Linked DNA regions of Gossypium arboreum: region 1 is linked to region 2. A link is a contact called in public Hi-C data. All regions are on one chromosome and are shown on one strand. Each heading gives the region's core, a stretch centred on a gene start, on an enhancer-like site or on the middle of the called end of the contact. The rest is flanking DNA. Distances are from core to core; before and after follow the strand shown. Region 1 holds the start of LOC108486444 (protein MANNAN SYNTHESIS-RELATED 1-like). Region 2 holds the start of LOC108465412 (pyrophosphate-energized membrane proton pump 3-like).

The links. A called contact is a pair of places that touch in the nucleus more often than the background predicts.
Region 1: a Hi-C map of leaf shows a contact between it and region 2, with 4 times the contacts expected there. The contact joins the promoter of LOC108486444 here to the promoter of LOC108465412 in region 2. A contact is called at or near these places in 4 of 5 Hi-C or Micro-C datasets (all in leaf).

What each region holds. Positions count from the first base shown.
Region 1 is chr6:65,889,226-65,892,967 of ASM2569848v2, forward strand. LOC108486444 (protein MANNAN SYNTHESIS-RELATED 1-like) reads left to right here and starts at 2,004. Exons shown (of 7, transcript XM_017790500.2): 1 at 2,004-2,157; 2 at 2,346-2,470; 3 at 3,263-3,413; 4 at 3,577-3,647. The coding sequence starts at 2,369.
Region 2 is chr6:65,664,413-65,668,316 of ASM2569848v2, forward strand. LOC108465412 (pyrophosphate-energized membrane proton pump 3-like) reads right to left here and starts at 2,478. Exons shown (of 15, transcript XM_053029737.1): 1 at 2,126-2,478; 2 at 503-845. The coding sequence starts at 601.

The DNA.
Region 1 (3,742 bases), core at 754-3,253, 220 kb after region 2:
CAATTTAATCCAAAACTTTTTCCTTCCCCAGTTCGAGATCAATTCGCGTCTTTCTTGATTATGGAGCTTGAAAGTTGAAGAATCCCTAGCTATGGAGAGAGTGAAGTTTGGCAGCAACTAAATGGGAAGATGACTATTTTGTGTTATTTTTCCCATTTTATTTCATTTAATATCAAAATGACTAAAATACCCTTACTACTAAACTTTCCAAAATTCCTTCCATGTCCTAAATTTGTCCATGAACTTAAAATTGGTAGAATTGCTATTTAAGACCTCCTAATAAATATTTCAAAACAATTTCATACTAAAAATTTCTAGTATGCAAATTTTGCAACTTATTCGATTTAGTCCCTACTTTCAATTTAAACACTTTAGGCATAGAATTTCATCACAAAATTTTCACACAATCATGCAATCATATCATAAACCCCAAAATATTTATAAAACAATTATTTCTATCTCGGATTTGTGGTCACGAAACCACTATTCCGATTAGGCCCTAATTCGGGTTGTCACAGCATGATTGTTTCTATTGTAAGATAAATGATCCGATTTATACTGTAAGTAACCCTAATCTAGTAACGGAGATGGTTAGGGGTGTTACATTAGGGTTTTATCCTAAGTTCCAATAGTAAGTTTTCTCTAAACTTTGTTTTGTGATTATGTTAAATATATGTTTCTATGAACAGTTAAAGAGGTAGTGTAAGCCCATCACATCTATTGGCCTAAAATTGAGCCTTGAGACTTGCATAAATTTGGTTCAAGTATTGGTTCAATCGATTTTTTAGTTCAATTCAACCAATCCATATCGATTGGTGGGTCAATCAATTTTTTGCCTCTCTTTGGATTGGTTCCCCATCCAACTGGTTAGACTAGTTGGTTCGGTTTAAACAACATTAATAAAAAGGTAGTCTAAAATAAAAATAAAAATGCTAATGTGCTAAAAAAAGCCCTTAAACTATTATACGTTGTTTAAACAAGTCCTTATGCTATTTTTGTAGTTAAATAAGCTCATAACCTATAATATTTAACTATGAAAGCTCTTGATTTTAATATTAAAGTACAAATATTTTGAATCTTTAAACTATTTTGCGTTTTATGGTGATCTGAATTTGATTAGAAGAGTTTATTAAATAAAATAATAATTTTTAAAGGAAGCGAATATTTTATAATATCTTGAAAGTGTTTATATACATAACACATTTAATTATTTTTTGAAAATTTTCATTCTTGTTTTAAATTTCATGTTGATGTGAAAAGTATATAGAATTTTATTGCATTAACAAGAAATTAAGAAAAGAGCCTAAAATTTAAAATATTTTACTTTAATATTAAAATCAAGGGCTTTTATGCATAAAAATAATAATATAAAGATTTATTTAACTATAAAAATACTTGGTTAAATTTTGCTATTAGTCCATATAATTTGCGAAAGTTGTGGAATTAGTCATTGTACTTTTATTTGATCAATTTTTGTTCTTATACTTTTTGAATTGGCTAGTTTTAGTCTCTATACTTGTCGAATTTTAAAATCTTAGTCCTAACCCAAATAGTGACAATTAAATCCGTTAGTTTAAATTTAGAAACTAGTCTTGTATTATGCATTCAATTGTATATTTAGTCAATATTCTTTAATTTAATCATTCAAAGACCTTATACTTTTCGAATATTAAAATTTTAATCTTGACACAAAAGACAACTGCTAATCCATTAACATAATTCTTAGTGAGTAATATGTGAAAATAACAAGTTCACACAACAATAAACATATAATAATATGCTTGTAGCATCAAATTTTGAAAATAATAAAACCTAACTTAATGAATTTAACAATTATCGTTTAGTGAGAACTAAAATTTTAAATTTTAAAAATATAGAAATTAAAATTGATTAAATAAAATATAAAAACTAAAATTGATTAAATAAAATATAAAAACTATCTATAAGTTTCACAAAATACAATGCTTAATAGCAGAATTTAACCAAAATAGTTGAAAGGCCTGTTTAAATAAAAGCGGAGTAGTTTATGGGTTTTTTTAGTAGTATATTAGGTAATAAGAAATCAAAGCAAAGGGGTAGGGTACACATGGCGTAGGAAAACAGGCATCGTTTTCACTTTCAGTGCAAAGTGTCGGTGGTGTAAGGACCCCAAAAATGGTACTACTACTGCGCACCTATTATCATATTTACTTCATTTCATTTTCTCTCGTTGATCTAAACTCGCTGTTTCATCTTCTTGTTAATCATGCCTCTTCTTTAGGTTTAAACTTATTCTTGGGCGACCCTGGTTTTTATTTTTTGAGTTTTGAATTTCCTTTTTTTGGGGGGCTTCGCTTTTATTACAGAATTTTGAAAGAGAAAAGAAGAAATGGGGATTGATTTGAGGCAAGTAGTGGCCGGTATTCTCACTCTCACCATGTTTGTGATGCTTGGTCAAATGATCAAAAGAGACCATTTTGATTCTCTCCAAGTAATTCCCCCTTCCTTTGCTTTCTTCTTTGATCTAACTCTCAAGTTTTTCATGGGATTTTTATACTAAATCCAGTCCCCAATTTCACTTCACTTATCATAGCTTTGTGTTTTATTTGGTGAATCTCTGATTATGTGATAAAACCTCGAGCAAGTTGCTTCACTTTCCACATTATCTGTAATAATCACATCTTAGCTCGTTAAGATTCACTTGACATCCTATCTGCTGCATCTTTAAGAAAATAACAATATATTCTGACCATGATCTTCGAAAGTGGTGTAGTTGTTTGGTTCTTTGTGTATAAGATTATTTGGGAGCCTTTTTTTTTTTCTCAAAACTAATTGCTAATTCATGAAGAAGAAGAAGAAGAAGAAAATATGGGCTAACTTGAAACGTCCTTTTTGTTTTTAAACAATTAAAGCTATTTTATTTTCCAGGGGAAGTATCTGGAAAATTAGACTGAACAAGGTATAGAAAACAACCCATTTAAAGTTAAATTTGGTTTAGAAGAGTAATTTCAGGATTCAAGCATAGATGAGTGAAGGATTCTGCTTCTTTCAGATTTATAATTTCAGTCCTAGGCCTTATTTCAACGTCTCAAGCCTTTATGACCAACTAGAAGAAATTGTAGATGTTTTATTTTTGTTATTGTAAATTCTATTGATGCCAGTCTTATTTACTTATAGTGATTAAATAAATGTTTGCAAGTTTTTGCTTGATTTCTTTTCAATTCCGTGTAAAGCTTTGGTGTATTTACTCTAAATTTGATTATTTTCTCTCCTTGTTACGTAGGATAAACTTCCTGGAGAAGCTCAGGATGTTCAAGTTGATAATGCCAATGTTATTGAGAAGGATGGCCTTGTAAAGCCTTCGAAGGGGAGCAAAGGGCCTTGGATGAAGGACAGTCAAGAGCTAAAACCGTGTTGGAGCAGGACCACTTTTGGTTTGTTAACTTCACTTAACTCCCTGAAAAATGATCATTTGGTTTAGAAATTTTTCTTTACATGTATCATTATTCCGATGTCTACATTGTCACTGTGTATTGACGGTAAAAAATGTAATTAAATGTTTCTCTTTAATTGATGGAGCTTTGACTTGGCTTACAGATGGAATAGAGCAGTCAAGAGGGTATGTTACTTTCTCATTGACTAATGGTCCAGAATACCATGTCTCTCAGGTATACATGGTATCTGTTTTAGTTATAAAGTTATCAAAATAAGATAGCTTTGCTGTTGCCTTTTCTTTATCTTTGTTCTCTCACAAAGAAGGAAG
Region 2 (3,904 bases), core at 1,228-3,727:
TATTATAAACAACATAACACCAAAACCAACAGATAGACACACATAAGCCAAGATAATAGACAAGAATCTTAACTGCAATTAAGAAGGAAAAATGTGGCCAAATGAAAAAACAAAAAGTCAGGATGTATTTTGTGGACTTCATAACAAGTACTTGATATACCAATTGATCTAGAAAAGAAATATTAGAATGAGCAGTCTCACCAAGGTAGCCTTCAAACAATTCCTGAAACATATAGAGTTCTAAATCAAGCATCTCCGCTCACTAATTGTGTATATAGCTAAAATACACTTAATCTATAGCAATATTAAATTATTCCGAAGCAACTACAAATTGACAATGAGAAAAATGATCTGGCCAATAGGAATTAATTCCCCTTTTCCAAAAGTATCCAAAAAGGAAAAATGAGAACAAAAAGAGACATCAAGGCCAAAATATCCAAATGCGCACTCATCTACAACTAACAAACTGCACACAAAACTGAGACAAACATAATGTCCTTACCAAGGGAGTATATGGTTTACTACACATGTTCGGAAAAGTCCTTGGCCTATCTAGGTAAGGCCCCAAATTACCATTCTCAACGTCATCTCCCATCATCATGGCACTGGCAGAGTTCACCCTCCGGGAAACAGGAAAAGAGTACTCCCCAGTTTGGGGCAAATCACCCCCTGAACTTGGTCGCTGAATTTTGAATGCTTTAATTTGTCCAGTGAAAGACTATAATTTCACCTAAGACATAAAAGACAATCAACTTTTTTAATAACAACAGCCTTAATTCAGGTTCAATAGCTTCTATTCTTGCCTTCCCTCCAGTTCAGTGATTTTTAGACACAAGTTAATTTTCCTGCATAAAGATCAAAACATTTACCGGTTAAAACTGAAGTAAACAAACAAAAATTACAAACACTTAAGGTTTAGGTCAAATCAAACCAAGCCAAAACTTTGGTGATGTAAAAACAATACCTCATCAGTGAATAAGACACTTTTAGGCAGATAATTGGAGAAGGATTCTTAATACACTGCATTTCCAATCATAGAAACCCAATATCTCGAGTCTCTAAGCCTAGAAATGTGATCATGGAAGTACTCTACACTGATCAGAACAAAATCTAACATCATAATTATGCTCATATTGCTTAATATTAAGCAGCCAAAGCCCCTACTTATGACTGTATCTGAGTAGATAAAAAATGAGAACCTGGAAAAAGGTGCAAAAGTAATTGCATAGACTAAAAGATCTGGAAAGAACAATCTCATTGGTTTTACTGAAACTGAACATTTAACCAGAATATCTTTAAAAATCTCAGCTTACTGTGTCAAGAATTGCATAAAATACAATTCAAGTTTTGCTAAGTGGAAGGATGGGATGGAAAAGAAGGGAGATGTAAAAATTTTGAATGCAATGGTTAGGCTTACGCTATGAAGGTGGTAACGAACCTAAGTACTTAACCATTAGATTAGAAAATTGTTCCTCACCCTTAACATCAAGCAAAGGCTCAACCTAAAATATTCAAACATCTTACAAGATTATAACCACCAAATATCATTTCGACCTCCAATTAACCACTTCACTTCCCCTATTGCACTGCCAAGAGATATTCCATAAAAAGTGCAAGATGTTGCAAAAGGCCATTAGAAGCTAATAAATTAGCCAAAAGATGAAGTAGATTTTATATTTTTCAACCCACACATTTGCAAGAACCAAACATTATTTTGTTCCATTTTGACCTATCATAAGACTAAAAAACAAGACCAATTCAACTCAAAATACAATAATTTCAGTTCAGCATTCATGAATCATGATATTTTTCTCCTTTCTTTTTTTCTGTTTTGTTCCCATTTTTCGGACCTCATGGACTGTAGTTACGATAGTAAAATGGAAATAAATAAAACGAAAAAGAAAAGTTAATCCGATTAAAGCATCCACTAAGTTTTCAATTTTCGAAGGTTCCAAACAGTTCTCATTCCCGACATTTCATCAAGAAAACAACCAAATGAAGGGACCTCCCTGAGAAATATAACAACTTAGGATCCAAAGCCAAAATCCCAGATTCAAAGTATTGCATAATTTGATCTAAAAAATAATCAATTAGATCTACAAGAAAAGAAAAAGATTACACATACCGTTTTCAGTGGCCGCAGCGAAACCAAGTAACCGCCATTAAAGGGAAAAAAACGTTAATGCTCTCCCTCCCTCTCCCCCCCCCCTTCTCTCTCTCTCTCTCTCTCTCTCTCTCTCTCTGCGGAAACCGAAATTTTGCAGGCCTCTTAGCCTTAAGATTATAAACTTTTAACAAGTCGAGAAGGATGAGTTATTTTTGTTTGTTTGATTTTTCTTTTCTACCTTTTTTTTGTTTCCTTCGGTTTCATTTTATTCTTTTGGTTTAAGCTTTTCTCTGCTTCTGTTTAAAAAATCTCTTTTGCCATGTCAGCGCTGCCAATAGTTTTCTTACATGTAAGCTGTTTCCACGACCAGACAATTAAAGCTTTTATCCATTAATTATTAAAAGATTCCTTCTTCTATAAATAAAAACTTAGGTACCCAAATTTTTTTATTATTTAAGAAAATGAACTATTTTGAAAATCATGCAAGTAAATAACATCTTTTGAACAATAAACATAGGTGCACTTTCACCTAATAGTTGTCTACAGGGAATAAAAATATTTTTTAGGTCGCGTCAATGCTTTTGACGTCACCAATAATATGTATATGGGAGAATACGAAAAAAATGACGTCACCAAAAAGCTATATATACTCATGCCCCTGATGAAATATCAGTGTAAGGTGAAGATTAGGATTTTGGGGAGGTTGAAAATTTTTTGATTAGTTGTAAGGGAGAGAAGAGAGAAATGTTTGTATTAAGAAAACATGGAGATCAGGATCGATTTTTTTTTTGTTTGTTTCTATTTATTTAGAAAATTTATAATTTGAATGTATGTTTTATTTAATAGTGATCCAGTGGAGCTCGGACATCGACAAATTTAATGGTCCGTTTCGTTAGTATAAATCTCCAATAAGAGAAATTTCAAACAGATGAATGAAACTCGAACAGAAAAATAAGAAATGGGACAAGGTTTCGAAGCGTGTATCAAGTCATTATTTTTAAGGTTATATTCGCTCCTACCTATCTTTAGTGTGCAAAAGAGTTTTAAGCAAATTAACCTCGAACATACAATAAAGCTAATGACTATTTGCGTTTTGTATTGATGAGAATAGTCCACTAAGCACTAAACAATGTATAACAAGAAATTCAATTTCTAAAAGGATTTTTGCCGTAATACTTTATAGAATAATCTAATAATATTAGAAAATAGAGGAATAAAAGAAAGAATTTTAGATTTTTTTTTCGGTGTGATTTCCAAATGAAATATCATTTTATAGGAATTTTCATGTCTCTTCATAAAGACATCTTTTAATAGTTCTCTTTCGAATAAATAAATAATAATTATTCATCTAATTTTATAACTATTCAACTACTATTGTTTGAATAGTTATAAGTCTTTTTCAAAAATCAAATGATATAACTTTTAACCAATGACCAAAAGATTTATCTTTTGATTAATTACACTCATTCATTTATAGTTATTGGAACAGTATAAACATTTGAAAATGTTCTAACACTTTTCGGAAGTGTAGATTTGATTCCTTAATTTCATATGTGTGACAATTTCAAATAACAATAGGAGTCTCGGTTGCTAGTGATTTATGTGGTAACGGGTTCAATTTGATTATGTAGGTCTTTTCGTTGGATGTGGTAAGGTGATAATAGGTTCAAATTGATTATGCATCTAACGAATGGTATTATTTGAGATTTTCTGGGTTAGGGGATGTTTAAAGGTTCTAATAGAATCCCAGTTGAATACTACGTGTGAGATTATCTCAAATATTAGTATTAAGAAAGT